Linked DNA regions of Mus musculus: all the other regions are linked to region 1. A link is a contact called in public promoter capture Hi-C data. All regions are on one chromosome and are shown on one strand. Each heading gives the region's core, a stretch centred on a gene start, on an enhancer-like site or on the middle of the called end of the contact. The rest is flanking DNA. Distances are from core to core; before and after follow the strand shown. Region 1 holds the start of Scap (SREBF chaperone). Region 2 holds the start of Pth1r (parathyroid hormone 1 receptor). Region 3 overlaps Pth1r (parathyroid hormone 1 receptor).

The links. Promoter capture Hi-C pulls out the DNA fragments that hold promoters and counts their contacts. Capture Hi-C pulls out chosen DNA fragments and counts their contacts.
Region 2: a contact with region 1 is called in a promoter capture Hi-C map of liver, with 2.5 times the contacts expected there. The contact joins the promoter of Pth1r here to the promoter of Scap in region 1. A contact is called at or near these places in 7 of 39 promoter capture datasets (the HPC-7 cell line, cranial neural crest, embryonic stem cells and 4 more), 5 of 115 datasets of contacts at active chromatin or transcription factors (the 230-238 cell line, bone marrow-derived dendritic cells, bone marrow-derived macrophages and 2 more) and 2 of 9 other capture datasets (adipose tissue and liver).
Region 3: a contact with region 1 is called in a promoter capture Hi-C map of hippocampal neurons, with 2.3 times the contacts expected there. The contact joins the enhancer-like site here to the promoter of Scap in region 1. A contact is called at or near these places in 3 of 39 promoter capture datasets (embryonic stem cells, hippocampal neurons and pre-B cells), 5 of 115 datasets of contacts at active chromatin or transcription factors (bone marrow-derived dendritic cells, bone marrow-derived macrophages, embryonic stem cells and 2 more) and 2 of 9 other capture datasets (embryonic stem cells and liver).

The regions. Positions count from the first base shown.
Region 1 is chr9:110,331,160-110,335,020 of GRCm38.p6, reverse strand. It overlaps Scap (SREBF chaperone), which reads right to left and starts at 1,665. Exons shown (of 23, transcript NM_001001144.3): 1 at 1,516-1,665.
Region 2 is chr9:110,740,795-110,744,655 of GRCm38.p6, reverse strand. It overlaps Pth1r (parathyroid hormone 1 receptor), which reads left to right and starts at 2,046. Exons shown (of 14, transcript NM_001083936.1): 1 at 2,046-2,430. The coding sequence starts at 2,356. It overlaps Gm35775 (a long non-coding RNA gene), which reads left to right and starts at 2,854. Exons shown (of 2, transcript XR_379891.3): 1 at 2,854-3,861.
Region 3 is chr9:110,723,959-110,727,819 of GRCm38.p6, reverse strand. Pth1r (parathyroid hormone 1 receptor) reads left to right here. Exons shown (of 14, transcript NM_001083936.1): 5 at 24-142; 6 at 315-409; 7 at 655-850; 8 at 1,224-1,377; 9 at 2,647-2,707; 10 at 3,027-3,093; 11 at 3,327-3,421. Among named protein-coding and RNA genes, the nearest start is that of Gm35775, 16 kb to the left of the region's middle. Within about 2 kb of position 1,834, at least 38 of the 459 cell types and tissues checked have an H3K27ac peak or open chromatin away from gene starts, as enhancers often do. A contact at or near this core is called in hippocampal neurons, where this site is marked.

The DNA of each region.
Region 1 (3,861 bases), core at 416-2,915:
CAGGACAGTTAAGCAGCTTACATATGGCCTCAGGCAAATCACAATTTTTATGGTTCTGTGTTCTAGCCACAAACTAAGAGTAAAGGTTTTGTGCCCATCTCAGGACAGTAATCTAAATGGGTGGTAGGGTTCCCAAACCGTGACTTTTAAAGCACATGGAAACATCTGGAGAGGTACTTCCCACCCGCCCCCCCCCCCCCACACACACAGTAACAAGAGAGTATTCAACAACAACGGAGTTTCAAGTAAGGGGAAGCCAGTTCTTGCTTTTCAACCTGACCAAAGAATGAGTGCCGAGCAGGAGCAGGAGCACACACATCTGCTATCCCACATATTCAGGAAACCGAGGCAGGAGGATGAAACTTTGTGGTCAGCCTGGGCAATGAAGCCCAACTCAAAATAAAAAGCCACAGGTGTTACTCAGTGGCAGACCAATGCCCTAGGCACACGTCCCCAAGTAACTTAATAATGAGTATAGGAATAATGTTTATACTTGTATTTCCTGTTGGTCGTTAAAAAAACAATACAAACAAAATATTTGCCAAGCAGAAACGCTGCAAATATATAAAAAGCCTTTAGATTTGAAATACATTAGCATATACTTCATAACATACAATCTTCACTTGAGCATCACACAGGTTACACCTAAAATGCATTCAGCACTAACTAGATACACTTGATCCTGACTCTAAGAAAAGCTTTAATGTTTAGCACACCTTGAGATGGCTGCACACTGCATAAGCAAACTCTACAAACGCACCCAAACGCATCATTAAAGACTGTTCCTATGTCGACTTCACAAGAATTACTACAAGATCATCATGAACTTATTTATTCATCGCTTCCGTCACCATAAGAGATAAATAAGCTAAACTAAGGAAGACTACCTCCAGGACCCCACTCCCACTCCCACCCCTCACCCGCCGCCACCTGTGGCTCACTGCCCTCCTCTTCATCGCCACCATCTGCACAACTTTCTGAGATGCAGTGTGGACCCGGGACTCGCTGCAGCTAGCGCTATCCCATTATAACCCTGATGCAACAAAACCACCTGGAAGTAAACATAAGCAACATAAGCGAGCAAAGTTTAGGTTTAAGCAACACATAAAACCAGAAACCGAGCACTCCCAGCAGAGAATCTACATGTTGCCTGGCTATCGGATCTTCGGAAAGAGGCAGGACTGAGTCACAGGGTCTAGCCCTCACCCAGACAACCCCAGACAACCCCAAAGCAGGATCCAGCGGCGAGCCTACCTGCCTGAGCTCACTCAGCCTGAACCCATCGCGACCCAGGCAGCTCGGCCCGGGCGGGGGCGCGGTCGGGAAGGGGGACGCGAGACCGTCCGGCCCCCAGCTCCAGACTGCGGTCTCCGGAGCCGCGCCTCGGGCTGCTGGACAGCGCCCACGCCCGCGCGCCCCTGCCCGGGCTCGCCCGCATCCCGGAACTCCCGGGCACGAGCGGCGCGAGGCCGGCGCCGGGGCCCAGCCGCACCGTGCAGACGCGCGCTGAGGTACCTGTGGCAGCGAGGCAGCTCCCGGGCGGCGGCGACCGAGCGGCGGAGAACGGCCTGCGCGCTCCTGGCCCGCGGTCCGGTGTTTGGAGCCCGCCCTCTCCCTCCCGGCCGCCCGGCGCCCGCGCAGCTCCCCGCCCCTTCACCTCTCAACTCCTACCTTTCCCCTCCCGCTCCGCCGCCCTCCACACGTGCTCCCGGCGGCGTGCGCATGCGTAGTCTGGCACTGCCAACGGCTCGGGTTCGCCCCCTGGTGGTCCCCTGCCACACAACTGCGAGAGGAAGTACTGGAGTTGCCTGTGGCCTGGAAAAAGGTGGCTAGTAGCACTTCAGAGTTTTGACAGCATCACTGTCCTGGGAAGTGATTGAGAACATGCACAAGAGCTCGTGTTCCATGCTTTATAGTGCCAAAGGATTAGAAGCGGGGCTGGGTGTATGGCTCAGTGGTAGAGAGCTTGCCTGAGACGCTAGGGGCCCTGGGTTTGATCCACAGCAGCATCAAAAAGAAAAACAAACCAGGGAATTAGAAGCAACTGAGCTAAATAGCAAGTGTATTCAGTTGATGAACTAGGTATAGGAGCCTCCAACACCAAGGATGTTAAATGAGCACTTATAATGAAAGCTAGTTCAAAACCAAGCTGGTGTTAGGATTCCATTTTTGTTAAAAATACAATGCATAGGGTAAAGTGGAAGATATATACTCAGTGTTTATTCCCACGTAGAGGAACTATGGGTGTCTGAGTCTCTTCCACCTTCTGAACTGCCACCAGTCGACTTGCACATGTAACGGATTATGCTGAGTGACTGCTCTGGTAAATGCTGAGTTAAGCATATGGTGTGTGTTCTCTCATTTGGCCTTGGGGAAAGTGAGGTTCCAGACACTCAGCAACAGCACCAACCCTGGTTGCTATGTTTCCATTTGTCCTCAGGCCTGCCTGTGGAGAGATCTCAACCACACTACCAATGTCTTGACTCTCTGAGTGTCACAGGTCAGAGTGGCCACCTGCCCCCATCTTGCTACCTTAAACATACTTCTTTCGTGTCACTCTTGCTCACCCCCAAGGCATACTAAGGTAGAACAGACCCTGTACCTGCCCTCAAGGGCACCAGTGGTGGGGGAAGAGAAAATATAAGTATAGTCACCGTGCAAAACAAATCAGAGGTGGCCACTTCAGCCTTTGGAATAGGGTTATTCTATAAAGCAGGTTTCTGGTAGAGATGTAACTCAGTTGATATACTGCTTGCCCAGCCTTGAATATGAGCCTTAACCCCCAGCAAACTGGCAGTGGTGGTGAAAGACTCCCCAGAGGAGCCTCTCGCTCAGGCCTCAGGATAATAGCAGACACCCAAGAACTCACGATAGACCAAGCTTGATGCAAACCACATGAGGCTTTATTCGGGGAAAGCCAGAGCTCTGGGGATGACTCATATCCCACGCAGGGTTAGAGGAGTCGACCTCGAGGGGAAAGAGGTCCCAGTTTTTATAGGCCCTCAGGGGGGAAAGGAGAAGGGGAGAGTGGGGGGATTTCCAGATCTAAACAATTCTCAAGAAATGGGTATGGGAGGGGTACAAGGAAAGAGTCTGGTGCAGGGGCAGCAACTCAGGATTGGCCCGGTTGTGGTTGCTGGGGAGATTTTCTGACTCTTTCTCAGCAACCAATATCACAAACACCTGGCAGTGGGCTTCATCAGTGGGCACACACATGGGTTCAAGGAATGGTCAAAACATTGGCAGACACACAAGTTCAAGGAGTGGCCAGAGCATTGTGCACCTCTATTTTTCTAAATCAGTGAAGCTAGTTCTGCTAACAGTGACATCTATCTTGCCAATTTCAGGGCTTCTGTGACCTTTTACATTCTGTTAGGATCTTTCAGTGGGTCACACCTATGTCAGCCCTTAGGAGATGCAGGCAGGAGGAACAGAAGTCCAAGGTTCCAATTTGAGGCCAGTCTGGTACATAAGTCTGGCCCCCACAAAGATAAGAAAATGCAGCCCACTGGTAGGGCCTAGCATCAAGGCCTTGAGCTCAAACCTCAGTAATAAAAATAAAATTTATTTTTTTACGTGGTGTATTTTGTTGCTCTGACTCTTGTTGATGGACATGGAAATGCAAACCAAATATACCCTTTGTTCCCCGAGTTGATTTAAAAAAAAAAAAAAGAAAAGATGTACTTTTTTTTTTAAAAGATTTACTTATTTATTATATGTAAGTACACTGTAGCTGTCTTCAGACACACCAGAAGAGGGTGTCAGATCTCATTACGGATGGTTGTGAGCCACCATGTGGTTGCTGGGACTTGAACACTGGACCTTTGGAAGAGCAGTCGGGTACTCTTACCCACTGAGCCA
Region 2 (3,861 bases), core at 797-3,296, 410 kb before region 1:
CAGGCCTTCCGTTAGCTCTCTGTTTAAGCATTCTCGACTTTCTCTGATACCTGATGCTCAGGGAGATGGTAGGCTTGGAAGTCCAAAGTCTAGAACTCTGGTGTCCAGCGTGGAGTCCATAAACTCCATTCCCATCACGAGCTCCCATCTCTCTCACTTTCCCCAAGTCAAGAGTCTCAAGACAGCCACCAGCATTTGGAGGATAACATGATGGAGGGAGGTGAAGAACAAGAATAGGTGTCCTAGCTGAACCCGAGTCTTGTAGTCTCGAATTGCCCGAATTGGGGCTAGATCGAAGAACCAGGGATGCCTAGAAAGCAGCTGAATAGGTTGAGACATCTTAAAATACCTGGAATGGAAAAGGAACCCCTCTAAACCGGGAGTCCAACGAAGGTCCAGACCAAGGAGCACCACCAGAGTCTCCGATCCGCTAGACCCCAGGACTAGGAGTGGGACAGGGGATGAAGGACCAGTCTAGGGCGGGGCAGGACTCGAGGGCGTTGGCTGCATAGCCTGGTTCTAGCTGGAGGCGGAGCAGCTTCCCCAGGGTCCCCACATAGCCAGACCAGGAACCCCATGGGTACACGGGCAGCGCCGCGGCCCACGGCGCGAGAAATACCAGGAGGCTTCCCCAGTGGCTCCTCTCGTGTGGCCGCCCGCTCATCAGCAAGGGCCGGAAGATCGGGGTAGTGGGTGGGTGGTCTGTGCTTTCCCAAAGGAAAGAATAAAGCAAAAGCGAGACAACGTCCCAGCCACGGTTCTCAGGTCCCGATGTCAGAGCTCCCTAGACTGCGTCCCCGCAACACTTATCCTTCTGCTGAAAGACCCGGGGCAGGGTCTCTGGAGAGATGTCCCGGGATGGGGGACAGCGGGCTCGGCTCTGTCCTGCACACACCCGCCTGAGAGGCAGTGGCGGGGGCAGGGGCGGAGGAGGCCCGGGGAGGGCGCGGAGGGGGGGGGGAAGAGGCTCCGGGCCGTGGGGGGAGGGGAGCAGCAGACGCCGAGGCGAGGGACGCGCAAGGCGGGCGGCGTCTCGGAGCAGCGGCCGGGCGGGGGGCTCTGGAGGCCAGGCAGGCCAGGGGGGGATCCCGAGAGCTCCATGAAGTCCCCCCGGGGCTGCGGACGGGGCGCTGGCTTGGGGAGGCTGTCGGGGGGGCCCCGACATTCATGGCAAGGCGGGGGCCGCGGCGGCGAGCTCGGAGTAAGTCGGGGCTTGGGGGATGGGGGTGGGGGGTCGGGCGCGCGGGGCGCGGGAGGCCGGAGTCGGGCAGGAGGGGACTCGGGGCCCGGCCAGGGCGGGCCCGGCTGCCCCGTCTCCGTGTCAGTCTGCGGCGCCTCCTCGGAGCCCTGTGGAGTCGCCAGCCCCGCTGCCGCTCAGTTCGGTGGCTTTTTTGGAAACTTGCAAATGTTTTCGTAGAGGAGGGGAGGGGGGAGCGAGGGAGTGACCGAAACCGAGCTTGGGGCCGTTGGAATAGCAGAGGCCAAAGCCGGGGAGCGCGGGGAGGGTGGGTGGTGGGTGGACGGTAGCAAAGGACCGACTGACAAGCAGACAGGCAGCCTCAGCGTCGGGGCAGCAGAAACGCCCGTGCCGCTCGGGCGCACGCAGCGCGGGTTCGGAAGATGGGAAATGGGGTGCAGGGGGTGAGCAACAAGGTCACGGGGGTCCAGACTGAGACGGGGAGCCGGCCACGATGCCGCGGGAGAGCCGGGAGCTGGCGGCAGAAACGCCGAAGGGCTCAGTGTGGTTGCAAAAGTCAGGATGGCATCCCCTAGTTGCACGCCCCGCGCAACTCAAAACGCGCCCCCTGCCCCGCCCCGACTCCCCTGTTGCCCACTGCCGCGGAGCTAAAAATAACAGCCTGGTCGCCCCCCGCAGACCGCGACCCCGACCCCTCCCCCGCCCCTCCCCCACTGGGCGTGGAGCGAAGCCACGGCTCCCAGTTCCCCCAAAGAGGGGGGAGAAAAAAGACAGAGAGAAAGAAAGAAAGAAAAGGCGGCGCGGGAGGGGAGCGGGGGGCGGGCCGGGGGCGGGGGGCCCAGCCATATGGATGTGATTTCTCCGCTCCGAGGCAGACAGGCCGCTCAGCAGCGCTCGGCGCCCGCCCGCCGCCCGCCCGGCCTCAGGCTGCCTCCCTCCCTCCGCCCTCCCTCTCTCCATTGCGCCGGTTCGTTCTCTCGCTCGCCCTCGGCGAATGGGCCCCGCGTCGGGCTCCGGGGCCTCCGGCCGCCCGGACGCCGGGGTCCCCTAGGCCGGGGCGTGGGCGGGGCGGCCCGGCCTGACGCAGCTCTGCACCCTCCAACCATCACCAGGGCCGGCGGCGGCTGCCCCGAGGGACGCGGCCCTAGGCGGTGGCGATGGGGACCGCCCGGATCGCACCCAGCCTGGCGCTCCTTCTCTGCTGCCCAGTGCTCAGCTCCGCATATGCGCTGGTAAGTCTCTCTCCGTCCACACTCCAACACAGGACTCCTGGAATTGCTTTGGGGTTCCTGGGACGAGTGTAGGCACAAATTCTTGGGCTCTCCTTATAGTCTGAACTTTGGGATGGGACCTCCGAGCCCCCACCCCCCCAGCCATGAACCAGGAACCCTGGTGTCTGCTCTGTTTGGGGTGTCTTACCGTAGGTTCCAGATGCCTGAAGTTTCCCCACTTCTGAAGACTTGGCTTGGGGTCCTGGGTCTGGAAACCTGTGGTTGGAGTTCCCCTACACCATGCTTCTGTGAGCATATGGCTCTGGTCGTATGTATCTTTTTCAGTGGTAACTGTGCGATTCAGCGGGTTCTGGGTGTGGAGTATCACACACTGCGCTGGGGGCGGGGGGAGCTCCGTTTTTGCAAGTTTTGTTTGCACCCGGTGCTCAAAGCTGTGTGCAAGAAGTCAGAAATCACTTAGACTTGAGGGTAGGATTTAGAGCCCTCCTCAGTTCTCTGGATCCTACAGATGCACAGATGTATGCATGAATGGGACCGCTTTACCCAAAGTGGAAATCGGTTTGCCCAGGGAGGTGGGTGTGGTACAGAGGTCTTCCAAAAGACACTGATCTCATAGCACACCTTGCAGAAGATATGTGCTGTGGGACATGAGTGTGCTGATCTTTGGGGGGTACTGTGCGTGGTCTGAGGGTGAATACCAAGAAACAGACTAGTGGAGAGGGCCAGACAGACAAAGAAAGGGGTTAGGATGAGAGCTCTGGACCCCAGCGGAAAGAGACTCAGAACAGAAGACAACTAGAAAGCTGGAACTCGACCTCATCTTGGGCTAGGGTCTGTTAGCCATTTCTCAGAGAGGGGAGATTTTCTGTCCTCTCATTCCCTTAGTGGTCCCATCCCAAGTGCCTAACCTATTCTTGAATCAGTTTTTGTGCCTGACTTTGAGGTCTTGTTGCCCCCCACCCCGTACTCCACCCCTGACCAAGGTCTAGAGAGACAGAGCAAGTAGCTTCCTTCATAGGACAGTCCGGAGGTGCTCCGGACACGGGGGAGAGAGCTATTTGCTGAACTTTCCTCAGTGACTTCTGTGTGTGTACACATATATGTGCATGTGTCTCACATTCGAGGACACAGGAGCTGTGGGGCTCCCCCAGCTCAGCCTACAGCTGTGTGACCTTCGACTCTCTTTCTGCACACCTCAGTTGCCCATCTGTGAACAGAGAGCACGAGAGAAACATTTGCCTGACACCCTAGCAGTTTGATGTCCTCCTCCTGTGCCCATAGCCTCGATTCTAGTCCAGCAAAGGACAATCAAAGCCAGAGACTGTTCAGGAGGTGCTCCGGACACGGGGGAGAGAGCTATTTGCTGAACTTCCCTCAGTGACTTCTGTGTGTGTACACATATATGTGCATGTGGCTGTTGGGTACAATATC
Region 3 (3,861 bases), core at 585-3,084, 390 kb before region 1:
CTGACTGTCCCATGGCCCTTCAGGCCATGCCTACAGACGCTGCGACCGCAATGGCAGCTGGGAGGTGGTTCCAGGGCACAACCGGACGTGGGCCAACTACAGCGAGTGCCTCAAGTTCATGACCAATGAGACTCGGGAACGGGTGCGCACCTCCTCCCTCCCAAGCTTGACCCTTAAGACCACACCTGCCCCATTAGCGAACCTCAACCTAGCCGACTCTCCTAGTCTCTACTTCTCCAGCAACCTTAATTTGTCCTCCACTTTGCCCTTGGTGCCCACCCTGAGTCCCAGTTTTCTGTTTCTCACCTGCGCAGGAGGTATTTGACCGCCTGGGCATGATCTACACCGTGGGATATTCCATGTCTCTTGCCTCCCTCACCGTGGCTGTGCTCATCCTAGCCTATTTTAGGTGGGCGGGGCGAGGAGTGGGGCGAAGGCAGGGCAAAGCCGGCGAGGGGTGGAGCGTGGTCTAGGGTGGGTCCGGGGTGCATCTGGAGGGGTCCAGGGTGCGAGCCTCCTTTCTCCCCCTTCACTGCATCCATCCCCCCTGCGTGATGTCCCCACTTACGGCGCACAGCCCAGCTTCCTGCCCACCGCTGCGTCCTCCCCCCCGACCCCCGTGCCCTCACCCAAGGTGATGTCGCACGCCCGCAGGCGGCTGCACTGCACGCGCAACTACATCCACATGCACATGTTCCTGTCGTTTATGCTGCGCGCCGCGAGCATCTTCGTGAAGGACGCTGTGCTCTACTCTGGCTTCACGCTGGATGAGGCCGAGCGCCTCACGGAGGAAGAGTTGCATATCATCGCGCAGGTGCCGCCTCCGCCCGCCGCTGCCGCCGTTGGCTACGTGAGTGCCCCTCTGCCACCCACCATGTCCCTCGCACCTGCAGCCTATCCCTCCCTCTGCCTGTCTCTTGCTACCTCCTCCAGCTTTAGGCCAGCAAACCCACCTCACAGGGACCCTCACGCGGCTCAACTCACCCCACCACCACCTACCCCCCCCCCTTACTGCTAGCGACTCCCAGTGACCCCCTTTCCCCAACACTGGAGCGCCCCAGCCTCTCCTCCCCATTGCCTTGCTACCTGCTGCTAACACCCCACCCCCACAGCAGCCCAACCCAGCAGCCTAGAGTTAACTTCCTTCTCCCCCTAATGCGACCAAACCTTGCCTATAGGATGCAGGTTCTACCTTTTGGAACTAACTGTGGTTGGTCTCTTAGGCTGGCTGCCGTGTGGCCGTGACCTTCTTCCTCTACTTCCTGGCTACCAACTACTACTGGATTCTGGTGGAGGGACTGTACTTACACAGCCTCATCTTCATGGCCTTTTTCTCAGAGAAGAAGTATCTGTGGGGCTTCACCATCTTTGGCTGGGGTACGGAGACCAGTGTGGTGGGTTGGGTCTTGAGTAAGGCGCTCTCAGGGGGCATGTCCTGCCTCTCTTGTTTTGTAGCAGGCTGGGGGCCTGCCCATCCTGCTGTGACTTTAACTCCATTCCAGGTTTAAGGGACTCAGCGTGACTATGGGCAGGGTTCACCGGGTGCTGTTGCCTTGGCCTGCCTGGCATTTCAGCTCTCCTCGGGTGATAATTCCTGGGGACGAGATGAGGTTAAACTTGGGACCAGAGTGAGATCTTCAGTCAGCAATCAGCCTGGGGTTGGGGGTGTAGTCTGGAGCCTCCTACCCAGATCCCCGAGGGTGAGGGCGGGGCTTGCATCTGTTACCAGGAGGTGAGGTCCAGAGCCACAGGACCAGAGCTCAGTCCCATTTAGCTTCAGCCTCTCTGCAGCGCAGCGGCTGCTTTCCGGGATGCTGCGGTCCTACCATCCCCCCCACCTGGGTCCTAGGATCTGGTTACTGATAATTGTTCATCGTGGCTGGCAGCTGCAGAGCTTGGCTGGGCCCTGGGGAAAGCTGCCAGACTGTGGAGGGGTAGGCCAGTGGCTCGAGGCTCCTGGGCTCAGCATCTAGAGAACCCTCATCTCCACAGCCTCCTTGGCCCTTGGCACATGCCCTATCCCTGACCTCACCATGGCAAGTCCCAGAGCCGGGCAGATCTGGGCCTGGTTCCAGGAACTAACACAAGCTGCTGGCTAGAAGGCATGTGGGTGGGCTGGAAACATGTGGATTAGGGAGCACACAGAACCTTATGATCTGGGAATGTCACACCCTTACCACAAACCCAGGTGACACCTTTTCCCTCCAAGGATCCACCAGGCTGGGAATGAAGCTGAGGGAGGGGAATCGGGCTCCCTTCACCCTGGAAGCTAACCTTTACTTTATCTACCTCATCCGTGAACGCTAGGACCTTTCAATCCAGGCTTGGAGAGGGAGTTTCAGAACAGAACGATTGCTAGTCACCAGCTCTCTCCCCATGGGTGCTCTAAGACCAGAGCAGAATGAGCTGTCCATACCAGTGTTAGTTTTTGCATATGCCCAGCAGGTATGCACAGGTGCTCACAGGAAGCAAGGAACCTAAATGGGGCAGAGAGCTGCATTGAGTCCTGAGGGCTGGCCCCTCAGGCTGTTAGGTTGGCATTAAATAGCCACGTGCCTAGGGTGAGGGATGGGGGCCGTAGGCTGAGGAAAGTCACAGGGTTTAGGGCCGAGCTCACGCCCCTCACCGTGTTGCCTCTGCACGCAGGTCTGCCGGCTGTCTTCGTGGCTGTGTGGGTCGGTGTCAGAGCAACCTTGGCCAACACTGGGTAGGTCAAGCGGCAAAGTATATGTGTGGTGGTGGGGATGGGGGAGCCGGGACCTTGACACAGCTGGAAATGCTCAGGTTCCCTCTTCTATGAATCATGGGGGAGAAGCCGTGCACCAGCAGCTCCAGCCTCAGGAATTTCTGATCAGCCTTCAGCCAGGAACCACCTCAGAGTCACAGGAGGTGACTCCCAGAGAGGCCCATGAGTGCCTGAGGCCTGGACACATCCAGCTCTCGTCCTGTGTCCTTAAAGGCTCACATCAGAGCAGGACAACTCCGGGTTCCAGGTGGCCGGTGGCTAATGTTTCCCCCTCCCTTAGGTGCTGGGACCTGAGCTCTGGGCACAAGAAGTGGATCATCCAGGTGCCCATCCTGGCATCTGTTGTGGTGAGCAGGGCTTGGGGGCAGCGTGGTTATGAGCCTCAGTGACTAACCTTTAACAAGAACATCTGTGATGGCTACCCTGGATCCCAAGGACCAGAAACCCAAAGACCTAAAGACCACATGATTCCTACTGCAGTCTAGATGGGGAAGCTAAGGGCCCTAGGAGCCACCTAGAGACACAGTGACAGAGTAGGGCCCATGGCATGGCCAGTCTCCAATCAGGCTCCCTCCCACAGCTCAACTTCATCCTCTTTATCAACATCATCCGGGTGCTTGCCACTAAGCTTCGGGAGACCAATGCGGGCCGGTGTGACACCAGGCAGCAGTACCGGTGAGTTCTGGCTCTTGGGTATAAACACCATGTACCCAAGTGAAGACCGGGTCCCATGGCTGACCTTGTGAGAGGAGCCTCTGGCTCTGGTCCACTCCAGCCCTGCCAGCACGATAGCGCTGCATCTCGCTCTGCTACCTGCTTTCAGGCTTTACGCTAGAGTGAGGTCTGCTAGTGTGGTATACCCCCCAGCCACCCTCAGACAGCTGCCCCCTAGGGAATCAAAGGGACAGGTGGATAGAGGCTGGCTCTAATAAGCCATCTCCTCAGGAGAAACCCAAGAGTTAGGTCACAGGAGAAAGAGTGCATGCCAGCAGGTGCAAAGGGCCCAGGGACACAGCGACTGCACTTGTCTACCGGAGGACAGCTTCCAAGAAGCCCAAGTAACACTGCCTCCTGGCAGGAGCCATCCTTGGCTGAGCCTGGTTGCCAAGCCACAG